Regions from separate parts of the Zea mays genome. Here region 2 is linked to region 1. Evidence: chromatin contacts called from public Hi-C data. All regions are on one chromosome and are shown on one strand. The core of a region is the stretch at or near the end of the contact, and the rest is flanking DNA. Distances in the headings are between cores, read along the strand shown. Region 1 has its middle 7.1 kb from the start of LOC109945571. Region 2 overlaps LOC103653907 (RING-H2 finger protein ATL72).

The links. Hi-C and Micro-C count contacts between places; a contact is called where the count stands out from the background.
Region 2: a contact with region 1 is called in a Hi-C map of bundle sheath, with 3 times the contacts expected there. The contact joins two enhancer-like sites. A contact is called at or near these places in 3 of 25 Hi-C or Micro-C datasets (bundle sheath, leaf and leaf mesophyll).

The regions. Positions count from the first base shown.
Region 1 is chr4:160,652,359-160,659,059 of Zm-B73-REFERENCE-NAM-5.0, forward strand. No RefSeq gene overlaps it. Among protein-coding and RNA genes, the nearest start is that of LOC109945571, 7.1 kb to the left of the region's middle. Within about 2 kb of position 3,618, at least 17 of the 20 cell types and tissues checked have an H3K27ac peak or open chromatin away from gene starts, as enhancers often do. A contact at or near this core is called in bundle sheath, leaf and leaf mesophyll, where this site is marked.
Region 2 is chr4:160,838,118-160,844,818 of Zm-B73-REFERENCE-NAM-5.0, forward strand. It overlaps LOC103653907 (RING-H2 finger protein ATL72), which reads left to right. Exons shown (of 3, transcript XM_008680715.4): 2 at 209-306; 3 at 1,380-2,137. The coding sequence ends at 1,722. Among protein-coding and RNA genes, the nearest start is that of LOC103653907, 5.9 kb to the left of the region's middle. Within about 2 kb of position 3,909, at least 18 of the 20 cell types and tissues checked have an H3K27ac peak or open chromatin away from gene starts, as enhancers often do. A contact at or near this core is called in bundle sheath, leaf and leaf mesophyll, where this site is marked.

The DNA of each region.
Region 1 (6,701 bases), core at 2,368-4,867:
TCATACCTATGTAGACGAGTTTCCCTCCACACGTTATTTCCTGCCTTATGTCTGTAGGGCGAGTGCATTATCTATCTTCATAATATTAGCCGAGGTGGATCCCTAGCTCTTGTTTCCTTGAATGTGTGGATCCCTTTCCTTCCTAAATTTCTCCATTGATGGAAGGTGTAAATTGACAGTGCCCTCACCGGCTACAAATGGAGCATGACCCATTGTATGTCCTTGAACCTGCTTGTTTCTTGGTGGGTTCAGTCCTCTAATCCTGACAACAGAAGATTTCCTATACGATGCAGTCCTTGCGCTTGGTCCCCGGAAACTCCGCTCTGACCCCATTGTAGTAGGCTCAGCTCCCACATCTTCATTTTCCGAACCAGGTGATGGTGTGCTGACCTGCCAAGCTCCGGAGTCACCCCATTGCTAGAAGCAGTCTCCCATATCATATGATCGGAAGGAGACACTGTACTTGAACAAAGCAACTAGGTGGTTGTGATAGTTTGTCGCTGGATCCCACAGCGACTTCACTCACTTGAGCTGCACCAAGGTTCTTGACAGTGGGGCATCCACAGACACAGAGTGGCACCTCATGTCCACACCCCCAGTTTCTATCTGCTCTTCCTCTTTTCACGCCTCCAGAATTTGTCACCTATCACAACAGCTTCTCAGGTAATTGTGTTGAATTTGTGATCTATTTTATGTTTCTTGTGATTTTTATTCCCTTGACTATGCGAGGCACCATTTATATTCCCTTGACTATTCGCTGGATGATAGGCGATGTGTGCCTTCCGTTCCGCCCGCCCACCACGCTGTGGTCGCGTGGTCGTGGATGTGTCGGTGCTATTCCATCGTCGTCGTGCTGGTACATTCTTGAGCTAACCACACCATTTTTGAGCTAATGGTACATTCTCCCCGAATATTTTTTGGATCACACACCGCTTACCTACTCTACTCTTGTCCGTCCGTACCTATTTATTCTCGTAAAGATTGAAGCAATCATGTGTCATTTTTTTATTTGTCCACTATTAGTTCAGAGATGGCTCCATGATTTATTTTATTAATTTATTATGCATCTAACAATTTTTTATGCATGTTGGCTTACTCTTTTAAATCGTCATTTATTTTTTTCACTAACACGGCACAGCATGGACACTAACCTATCTTACCTTATGAATGTAGACTTTTGTCCCGCGAGAATGAAATCTCTATTTGTAGGCTTGTGTCATACCAAGCCAAAAAAATCGGTGGCAACCGCAATAGTTCCGGAAGGTATTATAATTTTCGTAGTTCTGTATGGATCAATTTGTATTTTTTATGATAACTAATTTTAGTTTTATCTCACGATTGTTTGCTCTAGACTATATTTGCACGCATGGTGATCTTGCCCTCATCGATTTTATTAAGGAAATTCCTTGTGAACCAAGGGTAGAAGTCGTGCTTATTGATGATGCCTTTGTTGAAAGAAAGTCGATGGAATGTTTATTTCAGCCGAATGCATATCTAGGTGACGAGGTAATTCATGCTTAGTTTTTAATTTTAGCGACCTTGTTATGTATAAGTTTTTTTACTCACCCTGGTACTTTTAACCACAACTTACACACTTGCAGGTTATAGACTATTACATAAATTTAATAAAAGCTCAAAAGCATCTAAAGTGTCGATCTGGAGGTCGTGTCCACATAGAAAATGATTTCCAGTTCAATTTCTTGAAGCGAGATGGTGATGTTGAAATTAAAACAGAGGAGCTATATCCAATTAAAGACATGACATAAATATGTAGCGCTGAACGAAGGGTTTTACTTTACCTAGACAATGACATGTTACATTTGAGTTTGCAATCTAAACAAAATAGTTAGTGTTTACATGTATTTTATTGTTATGTAGTATTTATAATTATTTTGTAGGTGTTTATTCTGATAAACATCCGAGAGACGCATTGGTATCTTGTCGTGATCAATGCAAGAAATATGGAGATACAAGTGCTCGATTCACTTGGTACTTCACAAGACCGCAAAGACCTCACTGACTCTGTGAGTATGCACAAGCTAATTACTAATTCACTATTAACTTATCCCAATCTCTGATTTTGTTTTACAATATATAAAGATTAAAGGACTTCAAAGATAAATTGATATGATATCTCAACGTAAGGAGTTAAAAGACCACAGGTGGCCAGACCTCCAAGTTGCTTCTCGGCCGCTTAAAGAAATAGAAATGACATATGCAAAGCAGACAGATAGGTATAAGCACATGTCATACAAGAGATTCACAGAAGCGATTATCATGGCCTCAAAGAAATATAAGATTGCCTACAACAAGAAACATTATGTATGGGCGAAGGATATTTTAAGTGGGAACATACAATTCGGAATGGTGTTCCAATTGACTTCAGAGGGTATTTTCTTCGTACCACCTTCTCAGCAATTTAAATTTTTCTATGATAATCATTGTATATAACATAGTTGGCCAAACATTCATTTATAGGCTTAATACCAGCTACCTCGTTCTCCAAGTTATGACCATGTGAGGGAATGACAGACGAATGGAATTTATTAGGGTGAGTGTAGTACGCTCGTTTCATGTTCAAACATACATTCCGGTTACATAATACAAATTTGATGTTTTGTTCTCTGCTGTCTTTGTGTGTAGGATGCAAAGATTATTCGAAGGAACTTTGTAATTGATCTGTTAAGTTATGAGGACAATTCGTGTCGATATATCATCCCTGCAAACATACAACAGCGACTTATCGATATCGCTAAAAAAGATTAGATTAGTGTATGGTTGTCGACATATTTGTCCGTCATTACAAAAATCTAAATTAACTTCTTAGAAATAATGTGTGATATTGATAATGTTTACCACACGGAATTTTACATATCATAGTGATATTTGTCGTTCCGTTTATATGTTTCATACAAATTTTTTACTTTCGTCGCAACGCACGGACACTCACCTAGTATATATATATATATATATATATATATATATATATATATATATATATATATATATATATATATATATATATATATATATATATATATATATAGTTAATTAGATACGTAGATTGAGCCGTCCTATTTAATTTTACAGAGAATCAAATCTTTATGATTAGAGGAGTACGTAGCCGTCGAACCATCTTTCGTTATTTTGATAACCTTACTTAAGAAGACAACGTATCCAGCCTTTTATTAAGCTGGTTGAGTGCTTATATATAACTAGCTATGTATATACAGTGGGTATACAGAACTAATTAAAATGCGAGTCCAGCGGCAGAGGGCAGGCCACGCTGCAGGCTCTCCTTCCGCTCGTTGCAGGGTCCTACACGCTCCCCCTGCTACACACGTGATCTACGACTCAAGATCATTGGCCAACAAGCTTTCGCAAACTTTTGGTCCTTGGGCACCTACCTACCGGCCGGCACAGGAAAACACCAGACGCGACGACGTCCCAGTATCAGAAGCTAGGCGCCGGATTGGACGGAATACAAAAGATCTCGAACAGGAACAGGCACAGGCACACAGGACGAAGCCGGAAGCATCGATCGGCTACAGATGTACAAACTACAGTGGACACACTGTGGGCGACCACAGACGACGACGAGGAGAGCGGTGGTCTGTGGTGGAGTGGAGTGCATGGGAAGGGACACCTGTGGCACACGAGTTCGACGTGGATGGAAGGTGGTAGGAGGAGTAGTGGTCGCGGATGTCAACAATCACGAGTGGCGACAAGCTAGTGACTGATTGACAGATTTGCAGGTGATGGAGATCGATGGACATCATATGCCGGCACCGTACCTTCTTGTTTTGATGATCTGGCTAGCTAGTCGTGGCTATTGTAAAGGAGAAGCTAGCTAGCTATCCCAGTGTGTGTGAGCCACAAGTACAACACCCCCGGCCCCAACCTAGCTAGATCGAGCCGGGTGGCCATCGACAGCGGCAGCACCTCTCGTCGCTTCACTTATGTGTACGAGCAGCACCCATATAGCTCTGCTAGAAACACACATGCAGCGGCCGTTAAGACTGTCTCCAACAACGGTATGTAAACCGTCCTGTCCGCTAAATTTGGAAGACGTGGAGCTCCTTTTCGCCTCCAGCAAGGTTCTCCAAACCGTCTGCTAAAATTTACAGACGTCGCCAGAGCCGCTAATTGTGGCGGATCTTCGGACGTCCGCGACACGCCGATTTACTCTCTCCCGCGCTAGGGCGGAACCTTCTCCCTTGCGTCTTCCCATCGCGACCATACCGACAGCTAGTTCCCGACGGACTTCCTCGGAGGCGGTCAACACCGACGACGAGGAGGCTGCGCGGGGAAGAAGGGCGGACGACCCTCGCCGCCGCGCTGCTCGTCGTGCAGGTAGCCGCTCGACAACGTCGCGTCGGCCGCGCTGGAGGCCGTCGCCGCCGCCCCCTCGTGGGCGGGCTCGTACGCGGTGCTGCAGTGCGGCGAGGACTCGGAGTACGGGCGCCAGAAGTACGGCGGCTACTTCACCGTCTTCTGCGCGCTGCTGGAGGAGGACGGTGAGAGGTGGCGGGTTACAGATCTAAATTATGCAGCCAATTACTTATGGTGTGTTTGGTTTGTGGAGTCACCCAATACTTTATGAGGTGATCCATCATAAGTTCATTCCATCAATTTTGGTGGAATCAACCCACTCCTCATGTATATACTAATTATTAGCTTACGAGGAATGGGGTGGTGATGGATCAACTCATTCTATTCAACAAACCAAATAAAAATGTGAGGAGTGAGAAGAAGATGAATCACTTCATTCCTCAAACCAAACACACCATAATTTCCTCTTTGAGAGAAGGCTTGACTCGATGACACATCAGGAGAAATTCTTTCCTAAACATTGCCTTGCATTCAATAACTGTGGGAGGGGTCTCATTAAAAATCCAGTTGTTTCTGCTCCTCCAAATGCACCACGTCATAATGATGATACTTTCCAACCTCCATGAGACGTGCAATCTCCTTTGAATCCTCATTAAGGTATGTAGAAGATCTGTTGTTCTCGGCGGGTGGATGTCCAGAAGTAACCAACATCTCCGAGCAAAATTACATCTGAAAAATAAGTGAATAACCATCTCTTCTATCTAAAATATACAGTTATCGCAGGTGAAGGAGTCCAAAGGCATTGATCGCCGCCTGAGGAAGGGGCGGGTGTTCATTCTGTTTTTAAGCAGCAACCAGAAGAATACCTTGTGTTTAGGTTGGCATTTAGATCTCCATAACCAGGAGAAGAGAGGGTGAGACTGATGGTTGCCGATCAAGTGAGAATAGACCTTCTGGGAGGAAAACAAATTGGAAGAGGCATTACAGCACCATTTATCATTGTGGTCATGCAACTGAAGATTTGCCAAAATGTCCTGAAGTGAAAGCAGTTGTTCAAACGCTTCGACAGAGAGGGGAGTGTGGAACATTTCATTCGGTGAAGCTAGCCTTGCTTGATTAATGTTGATGTCTTTGATGGAGGCAAAAGACCAAAGCTCTGGGAATTTTATAGATTTGCGCAGACCATCCCAACGATCACGCCACAAGAGAGTGGATTTTCCATTTCCAATCTCCACCTGGGCAATTTCCTTAAATACGTCTTGGATTTTGAGAATATCTTTCCACCAGAACGAACCAACAGGTTTAGCTGAAGGTAGAGAATGGCTGTAATGAGTAGCCCAGATAATGTTTACCCATGGAATGGTGTCTCTATTATAGAATTTATGGAGACATTTCATAAGGAGCGCTTTATTTTGCAACTCAAGATTAATGACGCCAAGCCCCCCTGGGCTTTTGGTTTGTAGACTGTTTTCCGAGCTACTTGAGAAGGTTTTTTTTTGCATTTATGTCTGCTCCTCTCCAAAGACAGAGTCGTCTGAGTTTGTCAATCTGATTGATCACTGTTTTTGGGAGCTTTAGGGTGCACATGAAATATGTTGGAAGAGAGGAGAATACCGCGTTGATCATTTGTAATCTGCCAGCCTGAGATAAAAAATAGATGTTGATGCAAGCCTTCTTTCAATCTTCTGAATGAGGGGGAGGAATGCTCCCAAGTTGGGTTTTTAAGCCCCAACGGAAGCCCGAGATATGTGAAAGGCATAGATCCGACTTTGCAGTGAAACGTATTTGCTAAAATTGCCATTTTCTGATCTGAAACATTGATGGGATAAATATTAGATTTGTGATAGTTCACATGGAGGCCTGTGGAGTCTGCAAATGAGTTAAGCATCGCTTTGAGGAAGAAAAGTTGTCTAGGGCACGCTTCCAAGATCAGAATAGTGTCATCTGCATATTGGATAACCGGGAAATCAGTCCCACAAGAGTGCCGGATCGGGAGCTTGAGGATGCCACAATCTTTGGCCTTGTTAATAATTGACTGAAGGAGATCTGCTGCTAGGACAAAGAGAAGGGGGACAGGGGGTCCCCCTGTCTGACCCCGCGCCTGCAATGAAAACGTCTTCCCTGAACACCATTTAAAAGAACTTGCGATGTGCCAGAACCTAGAATCAATCAAATCCAGTGGATCCATTTGTCCCCAAAGCCCTTATGCCTCAGAATATCAATGATAGCCGCATGCTCTAATTTGTCAAAAGTTTTTTCAAAATCCAGTTTTAAAATGACCATTTCTTTACCCGACTTGTGACAGATAGATATATACTCAAAGGCCCAAGCTAAATAGTCATGAATTGTCCTTGCCTTCAGGAAGCCGT
Region 2 (6,701 bases), core at 2,659-5,158, 190 kb after region 1:
TGACTAAACTATTGAGGGGTTTAAGTTACTAAATGGTATGTGTCATGACTTGCAAGCATTATGTTTGTGCTATATGATCGTTTGTTACTAAATGGTATGTGTCGCAAACATTATGTTTCTGCTAGGTGATCCTTGGAGTCAGTTTACTTATAGCAATCCAGACAAGACTATTAAAAAATGACATGGTTCCTTTTGCTCTGTTCAATAGATTGAACGCTCCCGCTGTGGGTTGGATCCTTTTGCCGTTGCTGCAATTCCTACAATGGATTATAGTTCTGAGGCCTTCCATTCAAAAGATGATGCCCAGTAAGTACATAATGCATGATCTATAGTTAGTTTACCTCCATGTTTGTGAACGTACCATTGCTCCTTCAACCAAATTGCCTATTCTCAGAGGCAGAGGGGATTACTTATATGATAACCCATTTGTACGATTGTCAATGAAATTTGATGCAAAGAATATGTGGCATATCATTTAGTGTCCACACGATATCAGTCTTTTTTTTTCTCTTTTCCGCACACAGCCTTTTTCTATTCATTTTAATATTTAACAAGTAGGGGGAAGCCCCTCCCTATTATATATATATATATATATATATATATATATATATATATATATATATATATATATATATATATATATATATATATATATATATATCAGTGTGTGTACCACTGAGTTAAAATGGTTGCTTGATCATCAAGCCTCCACAATTTCCAGTTTTTTGTTATTGGGTAACTTATAAGTTCTAAAAACTGTGTGTATATACTATATAGCTGCTACATGGGTTATATCAGTAAAGATTCTATAACTGAGTGAAGCACTTTAATGGACAGATTTTTAGTTGTATTTATAAATTATCTGATCTAGAACCATATTTTTCTTGAACAAGATGTACAGCTACCTCTTGTCTGTATTTTGTCTCTTGTAAGTATGGGAAGGTGGGCAGAAATTTATGTACATGCTGAGGAAGATATTTATTCATGACTATATTAATCTTTGATCAAATAGTTGACTAGCATCTTTTGTTGAACAGCCACAACTAGTATACACAGCTCTTGCCTGATATTAGCAGTTTCATGGCGGGCACCTAATTAATTGCCCAGCAGATATTGCTTGCGTTGTAGTTTTATCTGTTATTGAAAAAAAATGAAAATATCTGAAATGAGATATGGATTATTAGATTATATATATATATATATCCTATATGATAATTTAGCAAGTTAAGAGAGAAATATTTCTGATAGAACTATATCACCACCTGATGATTGTTGATGAGCATCATGGAAACCAAAGGAATTGCATAGGTTACCTTTATGTGGTATGTTTACTTGTAACTCGAAAAGAAAATAATGTGTCCCTCATTTTCATTTGGCAGGTGCTCCATATGTTTAGGTGAATACAGCGATAAAGAGATACTGCGTATAATGCCTACATGCCAACACAACTTCCATCTCGAATGCATAGATGTATGGTTGCAGAAACAGACTACCTGCCCAATATGCCGCGTCTCATTGAAGGACCAGCCTGGCGCGAAACCTACAGCATCCCCTCTCCGTACCCCACTCCCTCAGATACTGGGACATGCCGGCAGCCCAGTCAATAGATCGCCCCATTGGATACTCCCGATCCATCGCGATCGTGCTGGAGGCAGACAGAACAGCCCAGCCTCGCAGGAATCGTTGGAGGTGATCATCGAGATCCAGCCACAGAGACAATGAGGAGGGTACAAGGTTGAGACTGTGGTGAAGCTACTATACTCCTGTCAGGCGTCAGAAGGAATCCGGCGTTGCAGAAACCATGCTAGCTGGCTGGGCTGTTCGTCCTGCAGCACGGTAGTTGGTTGGGGGTACAGGAACAGGACGGGCCTGGTGTGTAGCAGCATTCTTTGTACATTTCGAGCTGTAGCATAGCGGTTCCCTTTCGCAGTCTCGGTACCTGCCTTTGGGCTTTTCTTTCTTTTTTTGATGTATTGTCATTGTATTCTGTAAAGAAATGGTAAACTGTTCAGATTTGGAGCTGCGGAGATATTTGCAGCGGCTCCGCCCGCCAATTAATTGCCGGTGCTCAAGGGAGCATTTCGGCTCATGAACGGGTAAATATGTTCTGTGAGGGGGCATCGCCTTGTCACTGTCAGTGCACTCCACATATTTGTTCTGGGTTTTGGGAAAGGAACGGGTAAATATGGCGTGTGTTCATCCCAGCAAAACAGCCGTGACGTTCCATCAGCGACCTTGCCATTGCTCACTTTCCAGACTGTGAACGAACGCGGCTCTTTACTCCTGTAGTTCCTGTGCCAACAGCCGTGACGTTCCATCAGCGACCTGGACTTGGACAGTTTGCGCTGCTCGCGCTCTCTTTACCCTGTTTTCCTACCGTGAGCGGGGCTGTGACGACACATCATTTCCCACGAACAATTGTTGCGTGCGCCACTGGATACAGTCCCAGATCAGCCTGGCAGTGGTTCCAAAGTCCAAACCGTGTCATGGAGCCTGGCCGGAAGACACCGGGGGTGGCGCCTGGGCCTGGCCGACCAGCCACTGTAAAAAGGTGTAAACCGGCGTCTGTCTGTGTGACCGCGTGGGCGCGTGGCTACACGAGTCGCGAGCAGAGCAGGAGCAGAGACTGTGGCGGCGCTGCGCGGTGGATTGGATGCACGCGCGCGCGCGTCAGATCAGTCCAGCGGCCACGGCCTGGCGCCTCCGCGGAGCAAGCAGAAAACAGCAAGTGGAGGGCGCGGCTTGGAAGTTGGAACAATCGGGGTGCAGCGCATCCGTCCCGTTGAGGCGTGCGCGCTCTCCAGCCTTCCACGCGGCTTTTTACTGCGTGCAACGAATACGATTTGACGTCACCCGAAAAGGGGAAAGGGGATCGGGTCCCGACCGACTTGTACCTCCGGGGCGCCGGCTGGATGCCATGACGTCGCGCCGGCATAGGGCATGCACTCCGCCGCCGGTTTTCTTGACGGTTGTGCGTTGTTCTGCCGTTCCTAGGAGTGACTGATCCAAATGTTCCTTCCTAATTAATATTATTTTAAAAATAATAGAAATAGATCCCGATTAAATCTGATTTTAAATCTTTTTAGCGTAAAAGGATATGTTTAGTTTAGGATATGATTAGTGCTGTATGCATGGGCGCACAGCACAGGCGCTTTGCTGGTCGCACGACTCGAGCTTAGATTCAAGGTCAATACACCTATCAAAAAAACCTCGACCGGAACCATCTGCACGAAACATGCTGCCACGGCAGTCGGTTTTGTCAGCAGCAGCGGACTGTGATGACGGCGGCTCTTTCCTCTCTCGCGCGCTCTGGCTCGACGACGGCGACCTGGTTGTCAGATTGGACAGGCGATCGACGACCACAACGCGCTGCTCTCGTCCAGGCAGCAGGCTGGCCCGGGGTCCCGCAGGAGCATTATGTCGGCCTATAGTATTTTTTTTAAAAAAAATGTGTGTATGGATGATTGAACGGATAATAAAAAGGTGTTTTACGCTTTTGTGTTGTATGTCATCACTTGGATTGTTGGCTTCGTATTAAAATCAGACTCATGCCCTATAAGGCCCTGTTCGGTTAGGAGTGGATTGAGGGGGATTGGAGGGGATTCAATCCCCTTCTATACAAATTTATATAGAAGGGGATTGAATCCCCTCCAATCCCCCTTAGGCCCTGTTCGTTTTGTGCCAATCCATAGGGATTGAGGGGATTAAATCCCCTACAAGTCAAAATCCTCTCCAATCTCTTCCAATCCCCCTCAATCCCTCTGGTTTTGGGATCAAACGAACATAGCCTTAAACCCCTTCAAACCGAACAAGCCCTAAGGGGCGAGCGGGACGTTCGATCTGGACCCAATTCCCAGGGGCCCCACCCCATACACCACATGGGAGTCAAGAGGCTGGACTCAAGAGCACAGTCCATGACCGTCTCACTCACACGCGTCATCGGCACCCTCAAATATGCAGGTAATATAGCTAGGGCCTATACCCAGTAGCCGCCGTCGCACCCTGTTTCATGCATCCTCACATGACGCACGCACGACGTGTCACACGATCGAGCTCCTCCTCCTCGCGTGCAGGCACAACGGCCAGCGAGAGTTGTTCCTCTCTCCTCTACGCTCTACCACAACATCGTCGGCGTGACCCACTCACCCACCGGAGTACATGATTGGCAGAGTGCATTGTGCACGCAGATCGGCAGACGCAGGGAGCAGGGGATCACGCAACACACTGCCCACTACGCACGGCAGTCGGCAGGGGTCAAGCCGTCAAGGGATCAAGCTGTGAGGCAAGACAATTATTTGTTTATAATATGCATTGTATTTATTTGTTTTGAGGAAAATAATTTGATGATCTTACTTTTTTTAATGTATAATTTTTTTCTGAGATACATTAAATCATTTTAATTAGGTTATATAATAATAGTGAAAAATAGTTGTTATGGTACCGAGCTCCTATTTATAATGTCGTCCCGAACCCCTCAAACCTCATGAACGGCCCTGATTAAAACCGGTTGTCTAGATTGTTGCAGCTGTAATTTATAGAGACGAAAACACTGTAAAAATAGTACGACTCTAGAAGCCGCTATGGATTAAAGCTAAACTAACAGGCTGGCCGTTTGCATGCACCATAAAAAACCGGATATATTTGTCGTCGGGTAAGTAGCCGTCCTACTTGATCTGATCACACATGTAAAGTAGATGCCTCTCCGTATATATGATACTCCCTCCGTTTTTTTTATTTATCGTTGGATAGTGCAAAATTACACTATCCAGCGATAAATAAAAAGAAACAGAGGGAGTAATAATTAAGGGCATAATCGGTTTGCTCACCGTATGCTCAAAGCGAGAGCATCCGCACATTATCCGCGAGTGCAATGCGCACGCTAGCGTGGATTCCGCGGTGGACAGCAGATTTTATCCGCGCGAAGGAAGGGCCGGTCGTGTGACACCTGCCGCACCGATCCTCTCTAGCCAATCGGACTCCAGGCATGGGGCAGGAGCCGCGGGCCGTCACAAGCCGCACCGACCTCAATGCGCCGCGCCGCGCGCGCGGGCCGGCCGACGACGACCGGCCACTTTCCGTGCTGCCGCGCGAGTAGAGATGGCAATGGGTACCCGCTACCCGAAACCCGGTGGGTTTTTGCTCTATTAGGGTATGGGTTTGGGTCAATTTCTCTATCCATGAGTTTGTTAATGGGTTCAAATGGAAACCCAATGGGTACGTGGGCATGGGTTTGTTCTTCCACTACCCATACCCGCAAACCCATGGGTTTTTAAAACCCGCCTTAAAATTAACATTCCTTATAAATATGTCTCATAATATTATTAATTGAATATGTTCTAATTGAAATAAACTTCATGTAACAAATTTTAGGCTAAAATTAGTTGTCACTTGTTCCGTTTATGCTAGCTTATTAATGTATTGATTGTCATTTACATGATGAATTATTTTTTATGTTGATGTTAGTGGGTATGGGAAACCCGGTGGGTACCCGAAACCCGCGTGGGTATGGGTTTGGGCAAAATTTTATACCCGTCATGGGTATGAGTTTTTTAGCGGGCGTATTTTTTCTTCGCGGGTACGGGTTTGGGCAAGTAATACCCAGCGGGTTTTTACCCATTGCCATCTCTACGCGCGAGTGGACGAGTGGGCGACCGGCCACTTTGCGTTTCTTCATAATTTGTACTAGTGTATGGCGCGCCCATGCGCGCGTGCTGATCCGTGGTGTAAATTTTTATTATAAGCATATATAACTTGATGCTATGTGATGAACATGTATATATTTAAAGTACTCGTTATTGAGGACATGAGAATATCAGTATCAGATTAAATTTAGCAAACTATGTTTTTTTGGCAGTGGTTGCCAATGAAATTATAGCATTTATATCAACTAGAGACTAAACTGAGCATTAAAGTAGTGTGCACCAAGAGCTTAAGCACTGATGCTAGACTTAACACATTTCTTAAGATTTAAAAGAGTGGAACGAACTTAAGTTCATCCTAACAAACCTGTCCCAATCGTTCCTTCTTTAGTTCCTCAGCTACTCCTTTAAAGACATAAAAATACTCAGGTGCACTTCGATCAGTAGTGATTACATCAAGATTTGCTCTCAATATATGGATATTTTGATTTCACAATTCTTTTCAAATGCCCAACATCTGTAGGTATCTTTTTTTTGAGGGGGGGGCAGGGTAGCATAGTTGTAAATCCAGTTTTGCACCATAATAACCTAATATAAAGAAAAAAATACCTATCTCGATTGAAGCCTTATTTGGCAGTATATAAACACCAACCAGTACTCTCATCTTCCTGGTGAGCTATATGATCTTCCTCATGTAGAACCAAAAATTGTGGGGAGAACAGAATAGTTAAGATAAGAAACTGGATACAATACGATGTCTTAATATGACTTTACAAAGGTCAAAATGTCCAAAAGTTACGAAGTCTGCCAGTGATTGAAAACATACATGTGAATAAATAGTAGCAAGGTTTGGTATCTAAAAGCCAAGAAAATGTCTCATTAGGTTGTAGATATATTGAATGCAGAATGATCATGAGAGTACATAAAGTATGTTCTTACAGCAATAACAGTCAACCGTTTTGAATCCAAATATGTCACATCAACCTGTAATAATATAATTCTATAATATTTGAGATAAGAAACTGAAACAATAAGATGTCTTAATATGACTTTACAAAGGTC